3 separate regions of the Sus scrofa genome follow, and regions 1 and 2 are each linked to region 3. Evidence: chromatin contacts called from public HiChIP or PLAC-seq data. All regions are on one chromosome and are shown on one strand. The core of a region is the stretch at or near the end of the contact, and the rest is flanking DNA. Distances in the headings are between cores, read along the strand shown.

The links. HiChIP or PLAC-seq counts read pairs in DNA pulled down with a chosen protein or histone mark.
Region 1: a contact with region 3 is called in an H3K27ac HiChIP or PLAC-seq map of alveolar macrophages. The contact joins the promoter of LOC106507380 here to the promoter of PELI1 in region 3. A contact is called at or near these places in 3 of 47 Hi-C or Micro-C datasets (embryonic fibroblasts, heart right ventricle and liver) and 2 of 2 datasets of contacts at active chromatin or transcription factors (alveolar macrophages and skeletal muscle).
Region 2: a contact with region 3 is called in an H3K27ac HiChIP or PLAC-seq map of alveolar macrophages. The contact joins the enhancer-like site here to the promoter of PELI1 in region 3. A contact is called at or near these places in 1 of 5 promoter capture datasets (liver), 7 of 47 Hi-C or Micro-C datasets (embryonic fibroblasts, fibroblasts, heart right ventricle and 3 more) and 2 of 2 datasets of contacts at active chromatin or transcription factors (alveolar macrophages and skeletal muscle).

What each region holds. Positions count from the first base shown.
Region 1 is chr3:78,027,906-78,032,837 of Sscrofa11.1, reverse strand. LOC106507380 (proline-rich protein HaeIII subfamily 1-like) reads right to left here and starts at 2,075. Exons shown (of 2, transcript XM_013987892.1): 1 at 2,057-2,075; 2 at 976-2,003. The coding sequence starts at 2,075. The coding sequence ends at 976. It overlaps UGP2 (UDP-glucose pyrophosphorylase 2), which reads left to right and starts at 2,205. Exons shown (of 10, transcript NM_213980.1): 1 at 2,205-2,401. The coding sequence starts at 2,383.
Region 2 is chr3:77,444,628-77,448,985 of Sscrofa11.1, reverse strand. No RefSeq gene overlaps it. Among named protein-coding and RNA genes, the nearest start is that of AFTPH, 24 kb to the right of the region's middle. Within about 2 kb of position 1,560, at least 46 of the 83 cell types and tissues checked have an H3K27ac peak or open chromatin away from gene starts, as enhancers often do. A contact at or near this core is called in alveolar macrophages, embryonic fibroblasts, liver and 3 more, where this site is marked.
Region 3 is chr3:77,737,755-77,742,071 of Sscrofa11.1, reverse strand. PELI1 (E3 ubiquitin-protein ligase pellino homolog 1) reads right to left here and starts at 1,612. Exons shown (of 7, transcript XM_021087454.1): 1 at 1,262-1,612.

The DNA of each region.
Region 1 (4,932 bases), core at 826-3,325, 290 kb before region 3:
AGAGATGGTGTGTGATGTTTTGGGATTTCACATAATATAGTGCCAAGGGTTATTCTCCAGTACCACCCAAATGAATCACTGGGCTTGCCTGTATTAGTTTAGTAACACTTCCATACAAATATGCAACACCAGAAAAATCAAGTGTTTAGAGAATGGGTCATTCAAAAATTCTCACTTTACCTTGGTTGATTAATGTTGTCCAATGCCTCAAACTCTTCAAGATGGACTTGGTTTACGGGAGGCAACTAAAGAGAGCACTGACAATTCATTTATCCTGTTGCAGGCGGGTTGAGTCATAAATTGTAAAGTCTGAGATACACCCAGTGACAGGCGCAATGAGTCTTACAGGTAGGGAGTTGGCAATACAAGCTGTGATTTAGCGGGCGCTGGGCTGGCCCTCTTGCCGTCCCCAAGTCACTGCAAACATTCTTTTGCTGTTCTCTTTCCTTGAGGACTTCAAGAATCTATTAAAAGGTGAGCATCTCTTGAGAGTTAAACCATTTCTACTTTGATTAGAAAAGTTAACGCCTGTTACAGTGGAAATCTCTACAGGAATAGGAACTCGGGTGGTGGTTCTGGGGTGAGAGCCTTCACTTGGCATTTTCTTTAATGCGCTACAAGCCTCTTCCTGTTTGTGGATCCCACACATCCCACTGCTTTCTTCTTAACGCATCTTCACCCTCCCAAGACCAGGTGTGTGAATAGTTTGTGTCTACAGAAAAGGGCCTGGGCTCTCTCAAGTTGTTGAGTAGTTGCAGTGGGGTGCTCTGGCTTCAGCCACAGGATAGGCATCTTCAATCTCTGGTAAGCCGAAACATTTTTAAGCACTGTAAAAATAACCACTGGTGCTTCAGGTTCTCTCCCTTGCTGAAGTATCCATGGAAAGCTGGAGTTTTAGTGGTGGAACACCCCTTTCCCAGTCGTGGGAGGTGGGGCTCTCACACACGGGATCCGTCGCCGGGATCATCGCCCACTTCAGCTGGGTTCCCTCAGGCCGCAGACGTCCCGCCCCCTGCCACCTCCGTACATTTCATTGGCCAGGGCCTGAATCCGCCTCGGCTCCTGACTGGTGGCTGCTCCTATCTGTCTGCGCGGCGGGGACATTTCCGCATTGAGGGGGGCTGCTCCGAATGGAGGGGGAGGGGAAGTGTTTAGGAGAAAGGGGGGGCTTTGGGTGTTGCGAGACCGCAGCCAGGTGGACAGAGGGGGTTCAGTAGCTGGGCTGCGACCACTGGCGAGAGGCTGGAGGTGTGCATGTGTGAAAGGAGAAGGGGAGAGAGAAGGGTGCCGCAGAGGTGATAGTCTCTCAGTCTGCGAACCTTCTTCCGGGGGCGCCATAAACGCCCCCAAGTTCTCAGCTGCTAAAGGAGGAGGTGGAAGGTGGGTCTCCGAGGCGGTTTGGGGAGGGGCCGGGGCGGACTTCCCACCACCCCTTGGGCGGGTGCGTTCCTCCTCTCTAAGGCGTTTAGAGCCCCTCTGCCTGACCCACAGTTTGGCCCCAGAGGCCGAATTTGGGTTCGGCCAGGAGGGACTAGAATGTGCAGTAGTCCGGGCGGGCCCTCCCGGGCTCCTGTACCTCGGACTCGGGGCGGCGCACGGGTTCTCCCCTCCCGGGTGGCCCCCTAGTGTCCTCTGAGGGGGAGGGGCCCTGGAGCCTTCGGCCCCTCCCGGGAAAAAGCCGCCGCAGTGTTGCCGCCACTCGCAGCCGGGAGGGGGGCGCCGGGAGGCCCTTGCACGCCCGCGCACGGAATTTTTAGCACCTCCTAGTCCCGGGATATTTATGGGCTGGTAGAAATGGTTCCATGGACCCTCTTTGCGCCTCTTTGCCCCCTCTCCCTCCTCCCGACCCCTGTTTGGGCGGGGACTGCAGTTGGCCGGAGTTTTCCGGGGAATGGGCCGGAGCCTGTACGGCAGCGAGGGGAGGGGGAACCGGGGGCGCGGCCCGCCTTTGCCTGCTGCTGTCCGGCCCCGGAGGGCGTGGGGACCCGGGGGCGGTGAAGTAGCTGCTCTAGATCCGCCTCTTTCATTGATGAAATTTAAGTTCTTGTGATTTTACCTTTTCCGGGAGTCTCCATCTGGCCCTCATTTGTGTTGGGGTGCAGTGTGGGCTGGAGTTCCAAGCAGACTCAGTCGCACCAAGTTTCTGTCTTTTGGAAGTGGGGAAGGTTCTCCTGGGTGGTTTTTTTTTTTTTTTTTTTTTTTGAGGTAGTTTTAGTCGCTTTTAAGAAATACTCCCATAAGTGGCTAAGCATTGGAAGAGGAGAAAGAACTCGTCGGTCGGTTGTTAAAGCAGAGGTGGAAGAGAGACCCGCTCTATAGCGTGACTCCTCTAGAAATTTAAATATATATACAAAAGCCAGAGTATTTTAATAAATCCCTAAAATGTCGAGATTTGTACAAGGTAAGACACGCTTCTTATCTCCCGGGTTACTTTAGTAGTACTGAATTTGGGTACTGACAGTCGAGAGGTTGGTGGGTGGTTTCAAAGTGGAAATGTTCATTTGAGATACTGTTTGCAAAACCCTTTTCGTTAAACTGACATTTGAGCTGTCTTGAGTGCTGGCTGGGTTGGTGTTTCAGATACGTATAATTTATACCCTGGTACTCTGCTGCGTTTAGTTCTGCCTCCCTGGAATCAGGTTAGTAGCACTCTGGCTCCCCAGGATAGTGGCTGAAAATGAGAAAACAGGATTTTGGCTGCTGATTAATCCCTGTTCTCTTTTCTTGGTCGAAGTCAAGGTAACTCTGTGGGTGCAGATGGGAAGAAGAACTGGAGGGCTGGGGAGAGGCAAGTGGGTTTTTGCCAGGACTGTTGGGGAAGCTTTAGTGTTCTCAGCTTCTCCATTGGTGTGTACGTGGTTTGAGTCTCAGATTCATTTATTGCGAAACCGGGAGTAGCTCCTAGAAGCTGGAGGTCATTTCAGTAGGAGAAATGACTTTGCTGCATTGCTGTGTTTATTTATTTTTTCCTTCTTTGAAATCTGGAGGATTATTAAGGTTTCTTTGAAATTTGAAAATTGCCCTCTAAATTCTGTGTGTTTTTAAAAAAGGGTTAGGGAATGCCACTCAACTGAGTTGAGCTTTAACATTGTGTATACGTCTGTGAATGTGAACACATTGAAGTTGGTGCTACCTTAAACCTCTGTCACTAATTTGTAGCATAGGACTTGCCTTGTGGTATGCAAGTAAACCCTTCTCTTTCCGACCCCAGAGTGTGAAAGCTTCAGCCATCTTGCTGAACACACAGCTAGTAAAGTTCACAACCACTTTTTGAGACTGTCAGTAAATGTAGATGTACCTTAAAAAATTGTGCCAGTAATGGTTATCATTTGACCCTGGGCATGAAAATACCCTAGTAGGTTTTAAAGTACTTTATTAACTCTTTTTTCAGTTTTGTATATAATAAAGAGAATTTGACTTGCCTGCATTATTATGAAAGCATTTGAGACACTCATGTCTGCTTTTAGCACTAAGCTCAGAAATGTCAGTTGTCATTAGACTTTTAAATTCATATTATGCCTTGTAAGTGGTGAGAGATGCTTTTTATGTTCATATTGAATAAACATCTTAGGCAAGAATAGAAAGCGGAGGTAATTGTCAGAAGTTTGCTGGTTTTGTAGCAACAGCAACAATATTTAATTACCAGAAAGCCAATATTGTAGGAATATACTAGAGAAAAGTGGACATGTCACTTCTCTTTAAAAGTTAATAGTATTAGTTGAACTCCAGGTGTTCCTTGTTTACACTTTACAGAACTTACAGAGAATTGACTAATTGTCACATCCTTTGCTGTTAATGACTAACTGTTTTCAGGAGATTTCTAAATCAAGTGGGAATACCTGTGTGTATTGTTACTCCTTTCCCTTGTCAGCCACTTTTTAAAAAAATAAAATTTTTACGTTGGAATAATTTTAGATTTATAGAAAAGTTGCACGTATGTCAAAACTAAGAAATTATCATAAGTACTTTACTATTAACTAAACTACTGACTTACTCAGACTGCTTTTCCTTGATTCAATCTAGCATTGCATTTGGCTGCCATCCAATTTTGCTCTAATGGTAGTTTTCCTTTTATTTTTAATTATTTATTTATTTTCATTTTTTTACCTTTTCTAGGACCGCTTCCCACGGCTTATGGAGGTTCCCAGGCTAGGGGTCTAATCAGAACTGTAGCCACCGGCCTACGCCAGGGCCACAGCAATGTGGGATCTGAGCCGCGGGTCTGTGACCTGCACCACAGCTCACGGCAACGCTGGATCCTTAACCCACTGAGCAAGGCCAGGGATCGAACCCACAACCTCATGGTTCCTAGTTGGATTCATTAACCACTGTGCTACAAGGGGAACTCTGGTAGTTTTCCTTTTAAATTGGCAGTTTTGCACTAAAAGATGACACCTCTCCCCTCAGAGGAAAAATTCAACACAATTGTGCTCCCGTGTATTGTTGTTTAAATTTGTACTTCAGGTATAAAGTCTCCATGTGTTTGTTTCATTAACATGTCTGCTATATTAGAAGTGATAAACCTTATTGGCTAATGACTATACTATCTCCACAGATCACTTTTTAAGTTTAAGGGTTGGGATTTTTGTTTTTTAATTTTTGGGTAGCAGATCAAATTGTTCTTTGCTGTAGCACTTACTGATATTTCCACTCACTGACACTTAGCTTGTGCCACTTCATGATATTGGGGAAAAGTGACCCCAGCTCGGATCGTCAGGGTTGGAAAGTAAGACACGAACACAAGGAGATCTGGAAGAGGCTCTTTACTGTTACAAGGCTCTTTAGCGTAAGTGCTCCCGGTCGGTGATGAGCAGGCCAGTGAGCAAGTGCCCGCAGATAAGGAAGAACCCACTGTTTATCCCTATTGCAGGTGGTACGTCTGTCCCCTTGGCATTGGTCAGCTCAGGGTTGGGTAATTTGAAACAAACTTAC
Region 2 (4,358 bases), core at 311-2,810, 290 kb after region 3:
ATCTCATTTGTTTAGCTATACCAAGCCTGGTTCCCAAAAGCAATGTGTCCTCATCCTGTGTAGGCCTCAGGGGGCTACCAATGGTTTTTAAGCAAGAGAACTTCATCATCAAATATGACTTTCAGAGCATTGGAATCAGTGCTGAGGATGGAATTAGAGAAAACAGAGGTGACTAGCCATCCAGATGAATCCTAACCAGTGACTGTGGAGGAGAGAGGATAGAGATTATTTAAGAGATAGAATAATTAGGATTTCTTGGCTGGCTGAATGTGGCACAGAGTAAAAAAATAAAAAATAAATAGCTAGAAAGTTTCTTGTTTAGGAGATTTTGTGAATGATGACACCACCAAAGCAGACTAACAACATAGGAGGAGGAGCATTCTGCAAAAAAGGAGAGATAAAAAGCATGAGGAACACTTTAGTGAAAAGTGCCACATCATGATGTGTCCTGCTACAAGTGCAGGGGACAGATAATGTTGCTAACGAGGGTCACTTGTTGCCGCAATGGTTGGTTGTGAGTTGACCTCCAGCTGCATCCTGTGAGGTTGCTCTGTCTCACGTCCACGGCCGGTCTTACATGCAGATCTCGCCCCATGGCATGATCACTATGGCCATTAGAGGAACTCTGAGACTGTAGGAATGGGGCAGAACAGGCCTAGAGCCACCCTTAGAGACCCACCTAGGAGGCCTCTCCTACTGACAGTGGGCCTGGCGTATACCACTTTCATATGTTCTAAATATCTGGAATTTGGGCAGAAATCTGCGGTAGTGGGAAACTGAGCACACCAGGGTAGATATTCTGACTGTTGTGATCATCCTCAGGCCCTAATCAGACCTCCCAGCCTGAAGGATGAAGAGGGAAGAGGAGTCCTTTCCAAGCAGACTAGTCTTCTCTCCCCACCCCAAACACCTTCTACCCATGTCAGAGCCTCTGCTGCTTCTTCTTCCTTGCCCCCAAATTGTCTTCCTCCTCCACACTGGGCAAGTCTATTGGCCAGGCAGCTTCCTTCTGAATGGCAGTTACTGCCTCCCTCTGGACTTGATAGGCTGTTTGCTGCACAAATAGAAGGCTTTTGTTCAGCTTGGGGTTTTTTTTATATTGATTATTTACTTTCACCTTGTTTTAAATAAAAGTTTGAGGCACCCTGCAGTATAATTTTTTTTTTTTTTAAGATAATGGAAGGACTGGCGGATGCCTTGCTTGGGGCTGACTCCGAGGAGGAAATGTCGAGGCGCCCCCTTCTGGCAGGTTTTGCTCCTGCAGCCTTCTGCTCCGCCGAATGCTGCAGCTTTTGGGAGGCCCTGCGCTGTTTCACGAGGGAGAATCACCCAGCTTCAGAAAACGCTCTCGTTTTCTGAAACAGTGGTCAGTGTCTCCTGCTAGACTGACCATGTTTAAAATTCATTCCATCATTTTCTGCCCTTCTCTCTCACTAGTTCTTGCACAGATCTTCAAACAAATATTAATTTGTTCTTCCGTGGAACATTTCCTGGGCCCTGACGCTGAGGCAGCACTTTGCTAGCAGGGTGAGCTTTCAGGCGAATGAAGCGCACTCCCTGCCCCGGGAGTCCGGCATCAGCAGAGCTGCCCACTTTCGGTAGTAGAGCCCTCGCCAGCCCAGGCTGGGAACAACTCAGAGTAAAAGAGCTCCCCTGTCTAGGGCTCGGACTCAGGCCCGTGGGTAACTTTAGCGTCTATCTAGAATTTTCAGGAAATGGGCGTATTTAATCGGGAGTTACCTTCCTTGTTATCCTGGTCCTTCGTCTAGGCTGAGGCAGAACGAGGCTGCCCCCTGCAGGTGGGAAGAAAAGGTACGCATCCTGAAGGGGGCACTCCTAAGCTCCTCCTAGGTGACCTTCATCGCAGAAGCCTCCTTCCACTGGGCGGAGGTAGACTAGAGCAGCGATGCTTGCTCGACAGGTGAGCCGCAGACGAGCGGCAGGGGCAGCACCTGGGAACTTGTTAGAAAGGTGAATTCTCAGGTCTTACCCTAGTGCTACTGAAAGGCAACTCTGGGAGTGCTAAGTCCCCCCTTAGCAAACCCTCCAGGGAATTCTGATACACCTCAAGTTCGAGAACCACTGGTCGGGAGCGAGCAGCGTAGCCACTTCCAGAAGCTTCTAGATTGCTTGGCTTCGCGAGACTTCGTCTCTCCTGCCTCATATCAGCCTCAGAACCACAGCATTTCAGAGGTACCTACTGCATACCCCTTCCCTTTACAAATAAGAACAATGAGGCGCAAGGGCGTGTGGTTTGCCCAAGACAATCCTGTCAGGGATTCTCCCCTGTGCCTCCCAGATGACACCAGAGGAAAAGGGAGGCCAGGGAAGGTGACTCTCCCAGGGTTCCTAAGACCTACCTGCTCTGGGTTTGGGGGCTCTCTCCTTTCGCCGGTATGTCTCTCCCACGCCGGTGCCTGAAGTACCGGCAGCTGTAGACCCACGGGATGGGTCTCTCTCCATCCCTCGTCTTGTCTTGGGCGGGCGGTGGGGGGTTTGGGGGGGCGGCGTTGATGTTCCCTTCAGCCTTCTCCTTTGCGATTGCCATAGTCCTGCCTGCAACTCATTCAGAGACCAAACAGGAAGGGCCCGGCTGTGAAAGGATCACAGCAGGATTTGGTTTTGTTTTTTATCAATCTCCAGGATCTGTAACTACTTGTCAATCACAGAGAGGTAGGAAGCCACCAGAAAGAGGAAAACACATTCCCTCTCTGCGGGGTCATGGGGTACAGATAGATGTCTTTGCTGGTAAGTGCCAGTGTCTTTTTGGCAGGTTGGAATGAAGGAGATGCTCTGCCTTCCTCTCCTCGAAATGTCCAGATGCTGATTTTCTAGAAGGGTGGTGAGGGGAGGAGAAAGAGAAAAGGAGTTCCTTGGTGGCCTAGAGGTTAAGGATTTGGCATTGTTACTATTGTGGCTCAGGCTGGATCCCTGGCAAGGTCACACCAAGAAAGGGGGGGGGAGAATAGTATCTTTATTAATATGAGAATGTTTGTTAACATCATCAGAGGGGTTTGGTCCCCAAGAGATTATACCTTGAAGACACAGCTCTCTCTCAAAGACTGGTAAATTGATCAGCCCCTTTTCTAAGTGCTGCACTCAGCCACAGAGGGTCCTCCTGTACCTCTCCATTTATTATGGCCTTTGCAACAGGTCCAGTGCTCTTGTGTTTCAAGACATTACTACACATGCTCTTCTGCCCCTTTTCAGGTGGACAGGGCGGAAAGGGACTTTATACAAAGGAGAAGCTGCCCTTCTCACCCAAGGTGGAGGAGTCATTTTTACAGAGGCTTTAGTTGAATGCCGCACCTGAAAATATTGAAAAAGCACTGGGGGGAGATCAGCTAGTAATAGGAGGACTGTCCTTTTTCACATTTGCAGTGGGAGCTCCACTTCCTCTTGGGAGGTGGGCTTTGCACAAGTCTGTTCCACTCAGAGGAGCCTAGGCAGGTACTTGCAGCATGGCTGAACTTGGAGACTAAAATTAGAAGACATTCCATAAACATTAGGTGTTATCATTATTATTATTTTCATGGCCAAGTGTTGCCCAGCAGCTACCAGTTACCAGGCTGCTATATGAGCTGGAGAAATGAGTATATCCACAGCAGCCAGCCTGCCCTGAACTGGGGGCCCCGAACTGGGGACCCCCTCCAAATGTTTTGCTCTGGATAAGAACCCTGTGACCTTTCTGGGATGAGGAAAGGAATCCCTCAGAACGACGAAGACTGAATTTCTCTCCAGCCCTGCCAATGGGAACTCAGAGTCAGACTCTTATGATGATTTCAAGAAAATAATGTAGCTTTCTAACCTGAGATGATAAAATAATGCTCCTTCCCATCCCACCGAAAATTGAAAGAAAGAACCATCTAGACACACAATAGGGTCCTGGCATGAAAGATCTACTAAACATATCTAACTGCTGCAGATGAAATAAATATGACTTTGGAGAGGTGTGGAACAAGAGAGGTGGAAAGGCAAACAGGAGATGGGGTCAGGAAGAAGAAAAATGTACCAGCAAGGATCGTGTTGGAGGACATATCTGGAGATACTAGAAAATGACTATAAGTGCCTCTCCCTATAGGAGCCAGTCCTGAACACATGATCAGAACAACCAAGGTGGGAGCAGTAGACACCATACATCAGAGGGGCTGCTGGTGGCCAAGAGTGGCATGTGGCTCCAAGGAGCCAAGTTTGTCTGCAGTCAAAAATGTTTGAACTCCACAAATCAGCAGCCCTAAATGTGTTAGATTTCTGAAATGTTAAAATCCTGGAAAGGGATTTACTGCTCATCTAATCTGACCCCCTCCATTTCATAAGCGAGGAAGCAGAGACTCGGAAACATGAACCAGCTTGCCCAA
Region 3 (4,317 bases), core at 363-2,862:
GAAATACATATTCAAGTAGAAAAAGACAAAGCCAGTTGTGAAACAAAAGATCAGCTGCTATGCAAACAAAATAGCATTTTGTAGAATAAGAGAAGTACACAGCCTTTGAACCAAAACAAATAGATGACCTTTTCTTACACTTAAAGCTTCTGGTTCTTTGTACAACCAGTACCTTATGGATAAGGTGCTCACTCAATTTGATGACTAAACGATGGGAAGGCTGTTGGTGCTATTAAAACCAAGACACAGTTCCTTGTGTGTTGTGACTAAATCTGTTAAACCTACATTAAAAAAAATCTCTGCCCTCCCACCCCCATGATTGCTGTCTTGCCTACCCGCAGGTACAAAAATAAAAGCAGATGGGTGAGATGAGTTTATGGTGTACAGTATTCTTTCTCCCCATTCGTAGCATTTTTCAAGAGTCCTTTGAGGTTTTAAGATTCAAAACATCGTGTAAGAAGAGTTATTGTTTCAACTACCTAACAATTACCCAGACTTCTTTTAGACTTCGGTTAACCTGTAAGTAAAATGAGTATCTTCAACTTTTCCATAGGGCACTGAAGAACCAGTTCTTACTCATAAATGCTTTCAGGTCCTCAGACACCAGGCGTGGTGGAAGATCAAGGGTATCCATCAATTAGCGAGCTCTTCCGGACCTCAGTTTACCCACTTACGGAAACCGGGGCATTAACTTTGTTTCGTAGGGGCCCCGGAGGTGTAACTAATTGGTGTTTTTAAGTGCTCTGAGATCCACAGATGAAAGGAAACGCGAGGGACAAGCAGTGATGATGACAATAATCATGACAATAAACAAAATGACTAACTTGGAAGTCTGTGTTATGTAAAGAAGGAAAAAGAAGTTATCAGATTCGTACAAACAAAAGAAAAGCCCTCCGCCCCCCTTTGTTTCTCTTTCAATTCTACCTCGTTCCCCGCCCCCGCGAAGCTCCCCTCCCTCAGCTGGTGGCCCGGCGCGGGGCGCGGGGCTCGGACTTGGCCGCCGCGCGCCCGTTCCTGGGCGGAGGGGGAGGGCGCGTCGGGCCGGCTCCTGACAAAGGCGCTTCCTCCTGCGAAGGCGCGGGATGAGGGCGCCGCAAACTCCGCTTCGGCGCGGGGGCGCGCAGGCGGGCGGGGAAAGCTGGCCGCCTAAACCCGGCCGTCCGCCCCGGGAAGCCGCCGAGGAAGTTGCGCGCCCGCCTGGCCCGCACCCCTCGCCCGCTCCGTGTCGACCCCTCCCGCGGCGTGCCGCGGCCACACTCACCGGACAATTGCTGGTGGCCGGAATCCCAGCACGGCCCCGAGACCCGGGGCGAGGGGGTGAAGTGTGCGTGCGCGGGGAGCGCGAGCAGACAGCCCGGCGTTCCGCCGCCGCCTTCCGCGCCAGCCGGCCGAGCCCGGCGAGGGGAAGTTGGCCGCGGAGCTGAGCGCTGACGAGCCGCGGGCGGAGGGAGAGCCGCGGGGCCCGCTTTGTGATGCGCTCCCGGAGGGCTCGAGGCAAACCCGAACGCGCGGCTCGGCTAGTGCTGCTGCTGGAGGCGGCAGCGGCGGCGCCCCCCGACGGTCCCTCCGCCTCACTCCGCCTCTGGGTCACTGACACACACTCAGAGGGAGGGGAGGGGACTAGCTGGAAGGCGGGGCCGGAGGGAGGGGACGGGGCAGGGCCATAGAGGGAGGCGGTGCCGCGGCGCCGAGCGGTCTCTTGGGAGTTGTAGTTCTCTGACTGAAGAAAAAGGGGTACATTGTTGAGGACGAGTCCCTGCTCGCTCCGCACTGCGCATGCTCGGGAGGGAGAGGGTCGGCCCCACTGTTACTATGGTCACAGACATACTGAGGAAGGGAACGTGTTCAGCGCGGCTGCTGGCTGAACAAGGCCCTCCTTGTGTTATGGTGCTGTTAAGGATCCTACTTTTAGCTGGTCCTTCTTACTTCGCTCCACCCCCAATTTCCTAACCTCACCACTCACAAGTGCTCAGTGAAATCTGACTTCTTCATATTTTGGTCTTCCCTGCTGCTTAATTTTATGCCATAAATGCCGAATCACAACCATTTCCCTTCCCTCAAGGGAGCCCTCCCTGCCTTAAATTCAAGGGTTTTTTCCGTTTATTTTTTTAACCTAAGACTTGTAGAAACGTAGTTGCTTCCAATAACTTTACAATTAAGTTATAAAACTGCTAGGAACAAATCCATTGTCAGATTCCCATAGTTAATTTCTTCGCTCAAGTCACATCTAACTGGCTTCTTTAAGGCCAGCAAAGGTAGAGCTCAGGATCAAGATCGCTATATCTTACTTGATCGGTGCAAAGTAATCAAACGTTTAAATTTTAAGGCCTAGAATTTTTAAGAAATAAGAATTTCATAAAGTATAAGTTCAAAAGATAAGTGAAAAGTTGAAAATTGTTTACTGTATATACATTGGCAACTTTCAATTAGCAATAAGAGAAGTCTGAACCACTGTCTGAGTATGCTGTTGGGCTGGTCAGCTAGGGCTACACCCATACAGGGCACCCAGGTGTAAATAGTGGCCGAAGAGGGTGGTGAAAGGCAAACATGTTATTGGATCTCTAGAGGACTTAAGACAGCCTGTCCAAGCTCTTTTGTTTTTCTTCTCTGCCCACCTAGAACCCCATACTCTGGAAGAAAAAAGATCAATGTTTAGAAATCAGAAACAGGAAAAGTTGAGGTTTTCAGATAGAGAGTTTCAAGATCAAGGATCCTTATGTTTGCAGACCACATAATTATTCATTTAGAAAACATTCTTGAATATACTACGCCTCAGGTACTTTATTAGTTCTCAGAAAGAGAGATACAGGAATGTAAAAGAAACACTGTTTAAGTGCTTACTGTGCAAAAGAGGAGCCAGGTAAATAAATAGACTCAGTGTGATAATACCTTAATAGGAAAGTACACCAGGTGCTTCAACACACAGTTACCCCAGGCTCAGGCAGTTTCAGAAAATGCTTCAAAGAACGCTTAAACTTGAGGATGACTAGGAGTTAGTGTGTTTGTGTGCTTTGGTGGAGGAAGAAAAGAGAAGTGAGTGAGAGCAGAGGGTGGGGGGGCTGGGGGTGAGGTGGAAGGCAGCAAGAGCAAAGTGCTAGAGGCATTAGAATTTGGTTCAGCAAAGAGTTCAGCATTGCTGGTTGTAGGGTGGAATTGAAGGGAGTGGCAAGAGGAGACAGTGAAAGGTAAAGGAGACAGATCATGAAGAATCTTGTACCATATGCTAAGGAATATAGGCTCTTTTCTACAAGCAACAGAAAGCCATGCCAAGATTGGAAGCACATGAAATTTTGATAAGATATGCACTTTAGAAATGCATTTTATGCATTAAAAAAAAAAAAAAAAAGGCCTGAATCAGCAGTGGCAGAAGACAGAACTGAGGGAAATCACACTATTTAAGGAATAGAATTAATAGAACCTAGTGATTAAACAACCTTTGTTTGGGGGTGAAGTTATCAATTAAGATGCTTTCTGTTGTAAGCAGCAAAAAACCCAACTCTAACTGGCTTAACCAATAAACCCAACATTGACCTGCCTAAACAGAAAGTCCAATGAAAAGATGGGCTACAGGGCTGCATGATTCATCAGCTCAGTGATGTCAATAAGGACATGTTTCTTGTTCCATTGCTTTTCCTCCTTATGTATTGGCTTTACAGTTGCCAACAATTCTTGTGGCTGTAAGTTTCACCATCTAGATCCAGAAGAGAAGAGAAAGAGGGAATTGTTTTTGAAAACTCTTTTAGAAAGGAGAGAAAATTCCTTTCCCAGAAGCCTTAAGGATTGATTTATGGTGGCCAAGAGATGGCATGAGGCTAGTTATCTTAGGATAAAACCATATGCCCTGACTCTAGATCCAAAGCTGTGATGGAAATGTGTGAATATCCCCCCCAAAATTGAGGTGATTACCTAGAAAAAGAATGGAGACTGGGGAGAACCACAATATCTCCTACAAGGAAGCAGAAGGATGATGACTCAAAGATGTTCAGTGTGTATGATTATAAGCTAGTAATGCCATTCATTGAGTTAGGGAATACAGGACATTGAGCAGCTTTTGAGGGGGGATTTGATATAATTCAATTTGGATATGCTGAGTTTGAGATCACTCTGGATCTAGGTGGAGAAATGGAGGGAACAGTCATTATATATATATGACTCTAGAGCTCTCTTCAGAAGATATATTGGAATATACCTTCATATAGAATTTCAATGGTAATTGAAATTTTGAGAGTGGATGAGCTCATCCAGGGAGAGTACGAACATCAAAAACGGAGTTAATAATAGCATCCAGGGGAACACCAGATTTAAAGAATAGGTAGG